Regions from separate parts of the Sus scrofa genome. Here region 1 is linked to region 2. The links are chromatin contacts, called in public Hi-C maps. All regions are on one chromosome and are shown on one strand. Each heading gives the region's core, a stretch centred on a gene start, on an enhancer-like site or on the middle of the called end of the contact. The rest is flanking DNA. Distances are from core to core; before and after follow the strand shown.

Region 1 (7,049 bases), core at 2,834-5,333, 310 kb after region 2:
AGCCTGAATTCTAAATCGGGTAAGATAGTTCTTTGAGACACTAGTCCATCATCTTCACAGTCTGCTGGCTTTCTGGAAAGTCACTATTCCTTGCCCCAACAACTCATCTCTCTGTTTATTGGTTTGTCATGTGGCAAGCAGTATGAGTTTGGACTTGGTAACATAACCAGTATGCTATTGATGAACCTTTTTTTTTGTAAACGGCCACACTCGTGGCACATGGAAGTTCCTGGGCCAGGAATTGAATCCCAGCCACAGCTGCAAACTACACCACAGCTGCAGCAAGGCTGGATCCTTTGATCCACTTTGCCTGGCTGGGGATTGAACCCACACCCTGCAGTGACCTGAGTCGCTGCAGGCAGATTCCTAACCCACTGTACCACAGGGGAACTCCTGCTGATGGTCATTTAGATCATTTCAAGGTTTATGCCTCTATAAACAATACTGAAGTAAACACCTCTGAACAAATATAGATATCTTGACATACTCTAATGACTATATGCAAGTGCATTGCTGGAATAATGAGTAAAGATATTTTATACCTTGATCATTTTTGCCCATCTGCTCTGCCAAAATTTGCACATTTCCTTCTGAATAACAGGTTATCAGAGTGCTTAATTCCATACTGACTTGTTAAGAGTAGGTATTTATTATCAAGCTTTCTAAGTATTGCCAGCCTGGATAGGGGAAAACATTGATGGTTTCATATGTATTTCTTTAGCTGAATGTATGTCTTAATATCATTTCCTATGCTTATTGCCCTTCTGAATTTTGTTTTCCAGACTGCCCATTTTTGTTCTTGGCCTCAGTGGATCTTTTCTCAGACGACCTGTGTCTTTCTTTGCCTCAAGAAAAAGTCCTTTGGATACTTCTCCAGTATTCTCCCCTCCGTGTTCTCTCCCTTTTCCCCTGCATCCGGACATCTGCATTTGTCCTTGTGTCATTTTACTTTTATCTCCTAATTTCCAGCTGTTGGTCTTTTTACTCGGCCTTAAAGAAAATGTTTTTCAACATTATCTCTCCAATATTCAACTTGCTTTTTAAACATGAATAGGTAAAATATGACTTATAGATAGCACTGTCCTGCAATTTCTTATATCCTGATACCCTTTCCTAAACTTCTTGGCTATTTTTTTCTGGTACATCTGTATTTTTCAATTCTAGACATCACCTTGATTTCCTATTACGGAAGATGAAGGTTTAGCACTAACACCATCTCCATGCCCCACTGCCATTCTCTCCATCCTGAAGTAATAATAATTAACTACTTTTAGTTGTTTTTAATAGTTAATACTTCAACAGTAAAAGCATTAGTTAGTTTGGAGATAAATATTGGAGTGTAGTTCATGGCTGAGTTATAGAGCTTTACTGTGGTTACGTTTCCTTTGTCCCCCCCTCCCCTTGAAATTAGTAATTAACTTGAAAAATTTTTTTTGCTTTAGTTTTACATGTACCTTTAACTAAAGCCTTCTAAACTCTCAGAAAGGAATTTTAAAAGACTTTTGAATTAGGAAGAGTCCTTTTCCATTGATTGGCTCCTTCCTTTGTTTTTCTTCCACTTGAGATTTGAGGATAGAGAAGCTCCCATCATGGCGCAGAGGAAACGAATCTGACTAGGAACCATGAGGTTGCCGGTTTGATCCTTGGCCTCGATCAGTGGGTTAAGGATCTGGCGTTGCTGTGAGCTGTGGTGTAGGTCAAAGACGTGGTTCAGATCTGGCATTTCTGTGGCTCTGGTGTAGGCCGGCGGCTACAACTCCGATTAGACCCCTAGCCTGGGAACCTCCATATGCCATGGGTGCAGCCCTAAAAAACAGGAAAGACAAAAAAAAAAAAAAAAAAAAAAAAAAAAAGATTTTAGGATAGAGCCAAAAACAACAGGATCAAGGTGTCAGGGAGAGATGAAAGGCAAGAGAGGGTCGAGCCTGGAGAGGGGAAGACGGATCCACAGCGACGAGCAACTTGGAGCTTCAGGATCTAGTTGTCTGAGCTTGGAATGTTTCTACAGCGATGGCGTTTCAATGGTGAGTGGTTCTCAGCTCATCTCCCACCCTAGCCCACCCTCAAGATACACAGCTGTACTGGACCATGGCAGGAGGGTTGTAATACTGGAGGGGTGTCACTGTTCAAAATATGACCAAGAAGCCTGCATTTGTGTAAGTGCTGGGGGCAGAGGAGTATGTGGTGAGTCATGCTTGGTAGACACAGGAGGGGGCCAAAGGCAGGCCCGAAGTATCCCCAACTGGGTGAATGGGGTGACATAGGTAGGAGAGAGAGAGACCAAGTCATGAGGAAGGAGACTCCACAACCCAGGCACAAACCCTTCCCTGACCTCAGCACCCTTCCTTCCCTCCTCCTACTTTTCTTAACCCTGCCCAGGACATGGCAGGTGTTGAAGAAGTACTATTAAGTCCTAAGCACCGTGAGCTCACAAGGATGGATCCCTGTAAGCTAGAAGTCTGTGAATCAGGGGCAGGATGTGGTCCATGTATTTTGATATACTTTTTTTTTTTTTTTTTTTTTTTTTGCTTTTTAGGGCCGCAGCTGAGGCTTATGGGAGTTCCCAGGCTAGGGGTAGAACTAGAGCTACAGCTGCCGGCCTATACCACAGACACAGCAATGCTGGATCTGAGCCCCATCTGCAACCTACACCACAGCTCAGCAATGCCAGAGCCTCAACCCACTGAGTGAGGACAGGGATTGAACCTGCATCCTCATGGATACTAGTCGGGTTTGTTAACCGCTGAGCCAAGAAGGGAACTCCTTGATATACTTCAATTTAATGAACTGTGGAAGGACTGAGAGTCTCAGAAGGGCCCACTGGGGCTTGGCAGCTCTCTTTGGAACACCAGCCCCTCCTTCTTTCTCCATCAGCACACCCTTCTGTGGGTGGTGAGGGGGACTCTCAGAGGTTGCTAGATTTGAACAGAACCAAATTTTAATTGAATGAAGCCCCAGAGGTGGGGTAGGAGTGATTGAGAGACTGTACCTCAGACATCTTCCTGGCTTCATCTGTGCAGGCAAGAGCTGGGTGTTGATGCATCCCTGGCAGGCCACCTGAGCTAAGGAATCCTCACTCTGCCTGGGCCTGGCTGGTGCACTTCCCCGGATTCTGTCCTGATGGCTGCAGGGAATACAATCGTTAGTCCCCAGGCCATCAGTCTAAACTGGCCTCCCCACATGCCTGTTGTTTAGTTCCGATCTCTCTTTGAAAGTGTCTTGTGATAGTGTCTTCCATTTACCCTGAATAGCATACAGCAGGTGATCACTAAGCATTGTGTGAATAATAATCCCCCACCCTCTTCCCAGAGTTGAGCTTTGGAGTGTGATTAGAAGAATGGGTGACCCTGGCTTCCCTTTGGTCCCCACTGCTCACCTCTGGGGTGGGTGCAATGAGTGTGATCCAGAGCTCTCTGCCTTTCCGTTGTGGCTGTGCTCATGCTCGTGCACACTCCCGGGCTCATGCTCACCCTGTCCAGGACACATTCACTGCTCATCTGTGTCTCTCTAGCACAGAAACGTGAGAGTTTCTGCTCAGGATTTCCCACTCTCTCTGGGACTACCCCTCAGAGGTATTTTCCAGGTGCTTTTATTTTTTTTATTTTTTGGCCACCCTGGAGCATATGGAGTTCTCAGGCCAGGGATCAGATCTGAGCCACAGCTGTGCCCTGCACTGTAGCTGTGGCAATGCCAGTTCCTTAACCCACTGTGATGGGCCAGGGATCAAATTTGTGCCCTAGTGGTCCAGAGACACCGCTGATCCTGTTATTGCACAGCGGGAAATCCTCCAGGTGCTTTTAGATGTTGAGAAGCCCCAATATTCATCATCATGACCATCATAGCTGTTCTTCCTTTGTGCTCAGCACTCTTCACAACATTTCACTCAACATCTCATTGACTCCTGGCAACACTCTAAGACTCAGAGATGGTAATTTGCCTGGGGTCACACAGATGGGCCCAGATAGGAAGCCAGGTCTATCCTACCCATGTCTGTGTAACCAGCACTCGAACTCCCAAACTGGGTTTCATTCAGCAAATGTTACAGCACAAAGGATGTGTGTCTCAGCCACCAGGGGCCGCTGTTTCCCCACACTCTGGACAGGAACCTGGCCGCTGTCCCCCCACTGACTAAGGTTGACCCCTAGGGAACACAGCCTGAGCTGAACTTGTGAGCCCAAGGGAGTCCCGCAAATTCTAGGGGGCCTGCCCCATCTTACCACAGCCCTCAGCACAGCCTTCAGCCTGCCTACCCTCCAAACAAACAAAAGGGAGCACGGAAAGTTGGCCACTGCAGATGTCAAAGTATAAGCCTGTTTCTTGTGCTATGTCAGAATTTTTGCCTGTCTCATTTTGGGGGCCTAGCCAACTGTCAGGTCCCCCCCCCTTTTTTTGTCTTTTTGCCATTTCTTGGGCTGCTCCCGTGGCATATGGAGGTTCCCAGGCTAGGGGTCTAATTGGCCAGAGCCATAGCAACGTGGGATCGAGCCACATCTGCAACCTACACCACAGCTCACGGCAACGCCAGATCCTTAACCCACTGAGTAAGGCCAGCGATCGAACCCGCAACCTCATGGTTCCTAGTCGGATTCATTAACCACTGCACCACGACGGGAAATCTGGGTCCCCTTCTTGAATGAGGAAGGCCACTTTCAGAGGTGTAGGCCCCCCCCCGGGGGGGGTGGATATCGTTAGACCACTGGTCTCCAAACTGGGTATGTGAGATGATCTCTTGGAGGTAGTAAAGAAAAATACTAGAATTTTTATTCTGCATTAACTTATATTTTTAATCTACAAGTAAGAATGCAGCTTCACTAATATTTGATGGCCAAATTGGTGGTGACTCACTGGAATGGATGTCAAATAGCCCTGTGTCAATAAGGCCTATGTGACAGGATTTGTGTGTCCTTGTTGGGATGGGCTTATGGAGTGTATTATGTACTTTACCTAACCTAATCCTTATAGCACAAACAAGTTGCTTTTTTAGGAATTCCCACGGGTGTTCCCATGTGGCACAGTGGGATAATGATCCAGCTTGTCTCTGTGGAGGCTCCGGTTCCATCCCCGGCCCAGCGCAATGGGTTTAGGATCCAGCGCTGCTGCAGCTGTGGTATAAGTTGCAAGTCCAGCTCAGATTCAATCCCTGGCCTAGGGAACTTTCATGTGCTGCAGAAGCAGCTAAAAAAGGAAAAAAGGAAAAGAATTCCCTATGAAGAACCAGGGTCTGAAGGTCACACAGACAGTATCTCACAAGTGACCAGAGAAAGAGAAATGATTGAGTGGTCACCCCACACCTCATACAAGCTCTTAGCTGCTCAGGACATAAAAACAATGAGAGTCTATTCCGAATTGATAAGACTCCGGTCTCCCAAACTCAAACCTCTCAAAAGCATTTGAAGTTCTATCAAATGTTTATGGTGAGCTCTGTTATAATAATAAACACCACTGGGCCTTGAGATCAGTAGTACTGGGGTAGGAGTACAGCCAGCCATATGGTGTATCAGGGACCCCTTCAGGGGTGCATGTAGAAAACTGTTTGGAGACCAAGACCTGGATCAAAAGAGCTTGAAGATCACTCGTGTGTGCTGCAGCCAACAGTCCACTGTTTTTGTCTCGACAGTTCTTAGAGTTTACTGGGGGCCAAGAGCCCACGCATTGGGTTTTGTGAAGATTGTTGCTGACACTGCTTCGAGGGCCAGACTTTGGAACTATGACCCTTTGGGGTTGGTTCAGATTCCAGCTGAGGCATTTCAAATCCAGTGGGTTTTGTTAGGTTTTGGTCTGCTTCATGAGTGCCCAATTCCTGTAACACAAGCAGGAGGTGGGAGCCTCTGTGTGTGGCCCTCTTCCACGCTCACCAAGGACTTTACGGGACGCCCCGAGGGTCCATCCTGGTGGGCTGCACATTCCCCACCCTGCACAACAGGTCCCCCTCTTGGCCCCAGTCCCTATGTTCTTCCTTGCAGGGGCACGAGATTTAAAAAAAACAAAACAAAAAACCAAAAACCCCTCGAAGGATTTGTCAAAATCTCTGGAGAGGGAGAGTTCATTCCAAGTGGACTTGAACGCATGGTCATCTGTGTCCCGAGATCAATGGCATCCTTAGGACGATTTCGGGACAATCCTTAGGACACGTGCAGAGTCCTATGTCCCACTTGAGACAGAATCTGTGTCCTACTGACTCAGAATCTGTGAGGAGTGGACTGAGGAAAAAACATTTTAAATAAACCCTTTCACCCATTCCCACTAACTGGTGATTCTTTTTTTTTCTTCTCTCTCTTTTTACAGCCACACCTATGGCATATGGAAGTTCTGGGGTGAGGGGTTGAATTGCTGCAGCCACAGCAACATGGGATCAGAGCCACAACTCCAAGCTACCTTGCAGCTCATGGCAACACCAGATCCTTAACCCACAGAGCAAGGCCTAGGATCAAACCTACATCCTCATGGACACTGTGTCGGGTTCTCAACCCACTGAGCTACAATGGGAACTCCCTATCTGGTGATTCTAAAGCACACTCATATTTAAGAAACATTCCTCTTTATAATGCTATGTTCGGAAAAATATAGTTTTCCAAAGGGTTTATTATCTCAGTTGATTTTTCTCAATGTGGAGGAGGTAAAGCCTGGTAAACTTCAGTGGATTTTAAGGCCGAGGGTAGAGTGAGACTCTAGGTTGGGGTGGGGAGGGTGTCAGCCTTTCACCTAAGGGTATGGACGCTCCAGAGACAGGAGCTGGCCCAGTTCTTTTTTTTTTTTTTTTTAGGCCTGCACCTGAGGCATATAGAAGTTCTCAGGCTAGGGGTCAAATCGGAGCTACTGCTGCAGGCCTGCACCACAGCCACAGCAACACAGGATCTGAGCCGCGTCTGCAACCTACGCCACAGCTCATGGCAATGCCGGATCCTTAACCCACTGAGCAAAGGCAGGTATCGACTCTCGTCCTCATAGATCCTAGTCAGGTTCGTTAATGCAGAGCCATGACAGGAACTCCCATGCCTGCCCAGTTCTGCCGAACATACTGGATTCACAGGGGTTGTGGGGAGGGAGAC
Region 2 (6,673 bases), core at 1,802-4,301:
AAAACTATTTTTTCATTAAAAAATGTAGCTCCAGGGAGTTCCCGTAGTGGCGCAGTGGTTAACGAATCCGACTAGGAACCATGAGGTTTCGGGTTTGGTCCCTGCCCTTGCTCAGTGGGTTAACGATCCGGTGTTGCCGTGAGCTGTGGTGTAGGTTGCAGACGTGGCTCGGATCCTGCGTTGCTGTGGCTGTGGCGTAGGCCGGTGGCTACAGCTCCGATTAGACCCCTAGCCTGGGAACCTCCATATGCCGCGGGAGCGGCCCAAGAAATAGCTAAAAAGACAAAAAAAAAAAAAAAAAAATGTAGCTCCAGTTGAACAATGTCTTTCCCATTTGTTATTTCTTTGTTCCATAGCTGTTGCCCTAGGCCTACAAAAGTATGCAGCACGCTGGGGCTGAGTTTCTCTGCCCATCCCACCTCCTCCACCGTCTCTCCCTGGTGGGGTGTTAACTCTTTCTCTGATGTACACACTCTACTGTAGAGACCCAAGTCCCAGGGCCAGAATTTTTAAACTTCCATTCACTGCACCGGCAGACGCTGCCAAGGCTATGACATACATTGCGTCCTACGCACAGAGGTGACTGGGCCAGAGCTGGTATTTGAACCCATGTATGCCTGACTCAAAGTCCTTAATGAAATCAGGTCTGAAATGGCAGCTTTGAAAAGACAACACACATTTTATAGGGATAGAAGAGCCAGGCCTGGGGAGATTCTGCTAGTTACATTCAAACTCATGAGCCCTCTAACCTCTGTAGGTGGCTGGGAAGTTTCGCCTACTTCCTCCCAGGCAGAGGTGTCCTGGAAAGGGGCTGGCTGCTGGTTGGGAGTGTTGCTGAAATCTCAGACAAGGAGATGAAACAAACACACAGTATCAAGAGTTAAGACATGGATTTTGGTGAAATAAGCCAGACACAGAAAGACAAATACTGTACGATCTCACTTATAGGTGGAATCTCAAATAGTCGAACACATAGAAGCAGAATAGAATGGTGGTTGCCAGGGGGCTTTGAGGGTGAAACAGGGAGGTGGTGATCAAGGGTATAAGTTTCAGTTATGTCAGATAAGTTTTGGAGATCTACTACTAGAAAGCATGGTGGGGGGCATAAAGATAAAAATACACATTGCATACTTAAAATTTACCAAGAGGGAAGTTCCTATTGTGGCTCAGTGGTTAACAAATCTGACTAGGAACCATGAGGTTGCAGGTTTGATCCCTGGCCTCACTCAGTGAGTTAAGGTCCTGGTGTTGCTGTGAGCTGTGGTGTAGGTTGCCAGCTCGGCTCAGATCCCGTGTTGCTGTGACTCTGGTGTAGGCCGGTGGCTACAGCTCCCATCAGACCCCCAGCCTGAGAACCTCCATATGCCTCGGGCACAGCCCTAGCAAAAAACAAAAATAATAATAATAACAATTTACCAAGAGGGTAGATTTTAAGTATTCTTAAAACACAAACACACACAAATAATAAAGGGACAGGAGGAAACTTTGGGACATGATGGATATGTCTGTAGCCTTGATGGTGGTGACGATGTCACAGTTATATAACCATCCTCAAACTCATAGTTTTATACATTAATATACAGATTTTTACATATTAACCATATCTCACTCAAGGCATTTAAAACAAAGGAAAGATAAGCTGTGTGGCCTTAAGCAATTTCTCAACCTCTCTGAGCCTGTTTCCCTGTAGGAAGAAACCGTAAGGTGACTGGATAGGGAGCATCCCTATGGGGCATTAAAGGGCTGAAAGGCAATGATTTCAGAAAGCATAGTAGGCATGAAAAGTTGGACCAGCTGGTCAGTCAGTGTGGCTGATGGCCATGCCTGCCTCCCTCTAGGAAGGCCAGTGTGGCTCAGTGATGGTGCAAGAGCCTGATTCTCAGGAAGATAGATCACTTAGGTCTGAAGGCCCAAAACTGTGACACCTTCCTGCTGAGAAAGAGACCTCAGGATAGCCCACCCCTCACTTCACTCAGGGCCGCTTTCACCAACACTGGCCTGTGTCCAACACTCAGAGATAGGGCTGTGGTGCTGGCAGACTCAGACCCATCCCCAGGGGAGACCCAGGTGGCTGTGGGCAGGCAAGACCCGCAGATGTTGGAAGGGCTGGACTGGGAGCCTGGGACCCAGATTCTAGTCCCGAATCTTGACTCCCCATGTCAGTGACCTTGACTTTGAAAGACCTCAGAGGACTCTGAGAAGGGGCCATGCACTGCAGAGGGTGGGCAGTTGCCAGAGAGCCAGGCAGGCAGAATGTCAGGCTCACAGCTCACGGTGCACTGGGTGTGGGGGCCACACAGGACACCCGAGCAGATGAACATTTACACGCTATGGGCTGTGCTGGTCTTTAGAAAAAGACCCCACTAGGCTTCTCGAGCCCACATAGGCATGTTCAGGACTGAGGGCAGAGCAGACTGCCTGGCCTGAGAACCCTCTGACTCGCACTGCCAACTGGCCAAGTGCAGCCGTGCGGTCATTCAAACAATTGGCACGCACGCCCTGCTCACTTCCCTCTGCCAACTTTGAGTTGACGCACGTCTAAAGGGCTCATAAATACAGAAGCTGCTGCCAAGTTCTCAAATGGGTATTGCTTTTCAGAAGAGTCAAATAAATTGTGAGTAGGTTTCATTCAAGGAAATGAGCCAGGTTTGAAATTCCCTAAAACTGTGAGCAGCTGTTACTTGCCAATGTGCTTGGCTGAGCTGCCGGTCTCTGACTAGGTGTGACAGCAGCTCCCTGTCACATGTTGTGCTGTTGGCTATAGGGAGGCAGGGTTAGGGCTCCCTTATGTGCGAGAGTGGCGTAACGGTCACCCAAAGGCAAATGACCTCACGGGGAAAGAGGTGCAAAGACTGGCCCCTGCTGCCAGCGCAGCTGCTGAGGGACCACACCCAGGCTGGTCAGCTCATCACAGGGAGAGCCGAGATGCTGCGTCCTGGAAAGACACCTGGAGCAAATTCCATTCACTTTCATTTGTTCAGTTACTGGGCTGAAAGTGACTCTGCTGGGGTGCCTGAGACAGGTGCAGGTGCTGCCCTGCCAAACCCTTCTGTCTGCTGTGATGTACACACCATCAGAGAAGCAGCCACAACCCTGTCTGGTCAACTCAAAACCACAGTGAGATATCACTTCACACCCATCAAAAACCAGAAAAAACGTGTTGGGTGAGACATGGAGAAATTAGAACCTTTGTGCATTGCTGGTAAGAAAGTAAAATGGTACAGCCATTGTGGAAACCAGGATGGAAGTTCTCCAAAACGCTAGAAATAGAACTACCGTATTCTCCAGAATTTACAGTTCTGGATATTTACCCTAAAGATTTGAAAGCTGGGACTTAAACAGCTATTTGTACACCAGTCTTCACAACAGGATTATTCACAATAGCCAAAAGGTGGAAACAACCCAAATGTCCGTCGAGGGATGAATGGATAAACAAGGTGATATATGCATACAGTTGAATTCTGACACATACTACTTAGAAAATGAATGAACCTTGAAGATACGGTGCTAATTGAAATCAGCCTGACCCAGAAGCACAAAAGTTGCATGATTCCATTGATAGGAAGACCTGGAATAGACAAATTCATAGAGACTGAAAGTAGAATGGTGGTGCCAGGCAGGGGCTGGGGGAAGAGGGGATGGGGCCTTAGTGATTAGTGGATAGTTTCAGTCGGGACATGAAAAAGATCTGGAGATGGATGGTGATAATGGTTATACAACAGTGTGAAGGTACTTAATGCCATGGAATTGGACATATTCAAATGGAAAATTTGTTATGTTTATTTCACCACCATAAAAGAATATATAGCCTGGTATCCACTGAGCTGGGAAAGGATCGTGGGCCAGGGAGCACATGGGGGAGCACCAAACTCAGTGTCTCCTGGAGAGAGGGTTTGGGAAGGATTCCTGGAGAAAGTGGCCTCTGGGCTGAGAAGAATCCACAGGAGGAGACAGAAGGGAAGGAGGGGAGCAGCTCAGAGGTTCGGTGGGGTTGGTAAAGCAAACACATCCAGGATGAGCCTGGCCGTTCCTGGAGGGTTGGTGTGTCCCTCCAAGGGGCCTGGACCACAGCCCAAGGGTGAAGTGCGAAGATCATGAGAGTGCAGTTCACACTGGATCAACTTGCACCACTTTGCAAGGCTGCATGCAAAGAGCGGAATCGACCCAGTCGACAGCTACTTGGGCAGTAAAACAGGACAGGCGAGGCTGCACGTTGCACAAGAGGCAGGCAGGGCGTTCTGGTCCACACCACAGCTGTGCACGTGGGGATGCCCAGCCCACAGCCAGTGTGTGTAAGGGACACAAGGGGGAGCAGGAGCCTGAGAAACAAAAAGGGCCAGAGAGTAAGTGTTTCTCTTTTCTGGATTCTAGTTCTTGATTGTGCTGATTCTTACTATTTTCCTCAAGTCACATTTATTAGAACATTGTTGCCAGCTTGGCTGGCAAAATTGTTTTTTGTGGGCCATTCGATGGCCATCGAGGATCATAAAGATGTTGACTGGCTTGTTAAGTCTTTACATGGCACATTGCACGGTGCACTGATGCCACAAACACCTTCATGAAATTTCACCTCGTGAAGTGTTCAGGAGGCAGACCTCTCTGGGGATCTTTCAATGGTATCACCAACTTCTAGAATGTCAGATTACATGTCAGAAACTGCCTTTATTAAAAACGTGTATTTTAAAAATAATCAACTGGCTCCCGTGAAATCCAAGTCTACTATGTTCCTCTTTTGCATTTCAAATTGACTCCAGATCTCCCAACAAATTCTCTTTTCCTTATGCCAGCCCTAAATGGGGTCAAATCCACCAGGCCAGGCTCTGACACAGGGGAAAGGGGAAGGGCCCTTAAATCTACTTGGGTGCACTGCCTTCAAGAAGGGAAGCAGCAGCTGGCTGGCTGGTGTGGATGCTGGGTGCCTTGGACACAGGAAGAGCAGGGCGTGACAATGGGTAAGACCCGATGCTGCCTGGCTTGATGTGGAGACAGGTGTTTTTGTCAGAGACGGACAGAGGGTGGGCTACCCAAGAACCCAGGCCTGGGACTCTCTGCAGAAGGTGGCCGTGGCCAGCTCACTCTGGGGAGGACAGAGTCTTCTAGAATTTAGGCTCCTCTCTTAAAAAGAAGAAGGGGAGTTCCACTGTGGCTCAGTGGTAACAAACCCAACTAGTATCCATGAGGACGAAGTTGGATCCCTGGTCTCGCTCCATGGGTTAAGGATCCGGTGTTGCCATGAGCTGTGGTGTAGGTCGCAGAAGCAGCTCAGATCCCGAGTCACTGTGATTGTGGTGTAGGCTGGCAGCTGTAGCTCTCACTGGACCCCTAGCCTGGGAACTTCCATATGCCACAGGTACAGCCCTAAAAGATTAAAAAAAAAAAGAAGAAGAAGAAGAAGAAGAAGAAAGACAGTGATGGAGGAGGAGGGAGGGAAAGACCTTGCATTAGGAGTCTTTTAGCAAAGCTGGGGGTCTCAGCTTTCCTAAGCCCACCCCACTGCTCTCCTCCCTGGGTCAGATTCTTTAGCTTCTTTCAGGAGCTTGGCCCCTGTGAAGAAGAAAGAGCTTCCTCTCCCGTTTCTCAGGTGTTCCAGCAAAGGTCCTGTACCCGGGCTTCCTCACTGACCTACAGAAGCTCACCACCCTGCTCCTGCGACCTGCCCACCATGTCAGAGAAACATCTGCCTATCTCAGCCACTGCAAACTTGGCTTGCCTGCCTCCGCCTTGGGGGGCCTGGGAAAGGGAGGTCAGGGAGGGTTCCACAGCTGGCTGTCAGTCTGTTTCTCATCTTCCCTGAGGCCCCCTTCTGGAAGGCTCAGGTTTATCAGAGCACATTCTTCTTCCCACAAGACACCAGAGGTCTGGCTGTGCCAGTTTTCACAGGGCTGTGAGATGCTAACTAGAAACAGGCTGAGACCTCTCCCCTCCACCAGCTACCCCTGCAGCAGCCCAGCTGCACGCCAGTCAACCTTCTGACTCACCCCATAATTCACTTCTGTGGAATCTCAGCTCTAATTTCTGGACAGATTTGGAAAGATAGGGGATGCTGAGGCAGGAAGGTCTACCTCCTAGAATGGTTCCCATGGAGGCAGGACAGATCTAGGCAGACCAAGGTCTGGTTGTTCCATTGTTCTAGGACACGCATTCCAAGTGAGGCCAGGCTGAGGCCAGTGGGAGGCAGTCAAGGGTCTAATAAGAGGTCTTGGCTCAAAGATCCAGCACTGGAGCTGAGAGAGGACCCTAGAACGGTGGAGCAACATAGGAAGGCCATGGTGAATGGGCTTTCCTTGGACTAGTCCTTCTCATCATTCTCGTAGAGGAAAGACAATTCTCCCAGCAGACAGGAGGGAGGCAGTGAAGTCTCCTTCAGGTCATGGTCCTTGAGAGCCACTCATTACCTCCCTGCTCAGAAGGGGACATGGCTTGTGGGTGAGGAAAGCCAAATGCAGAGGAGGTTAGTAAGACCCAAACCTCCGGAGTAATCCATAGGAGAACAATGGGAATGGCGCCGGGGCTTCCAGAGAGTTTTCTGGAAGCGTGGCCAAGGTGCCAAGGCTTTAGGCTATCAGCAAACTCCTGGAATCTCATTCAGAATGTTCCACTTTGAAGGACCTATTTCCTCATCCTCCTAAATTCAGCTGCTCAACAGTTCTTCCCGAAACTCTGACAACGCCCA

What was found. A called contact is a pair of places that touch in the nucleus more often than the background predicts.
Region 1: a Hi-C map of skeletal muscle shows a contact between it and region 2, with 2.8 times the contacts expected there. The contact joins two enhancer-like sites. A contact is called at or near these places in 3 of 47 Hi-C or Micro-C datasets (embryonic fibroblasts, skeletal muscle and subcutaneous adipose tissue).

Annotation. Positions count from the first base shown.
Region 1 is chr13:75,439,343-75,446,391 of Sscrofa11.1, forward strand. LOC106505688 (a long non-coding RNA gene) reads right to left here. Exons shown (of 3, transcript XR_001300331.2): 2 at 2,990-3,124. Among named protein-coding and RNA genes, the nearest start is that of RYK, 53 kb to the left of the region's middle. Within about 2 kb of position 4,084, at least 10 of the 83 cell types and tissues checked have an H3K27ac peak or open chromatin away from gene starts, as enhancers often do. A contact at or near this core is called in skeletal muscle, where this site is marked.
Region 2 is chr13:75,129,855-75,136,527 of Sscrofa11.1, forward strand. The region is part of intron 3 of SLCO2A1 (solute carrier organic anion transporter family, member 2A1); the gene reads right to left. Among named protein-coding and RNA genes, the nearest start is that of SLCO2A1, 56 kb to the right of the region's middle. Within about 2 kb of position 3,052, at least 22 of the 83 cell types and tissues checked have an H3K27ac peak or open chromatin away from gene starts, as enhancers often do. A contact at or near this core is called in skeletal muscle, where this site is marked.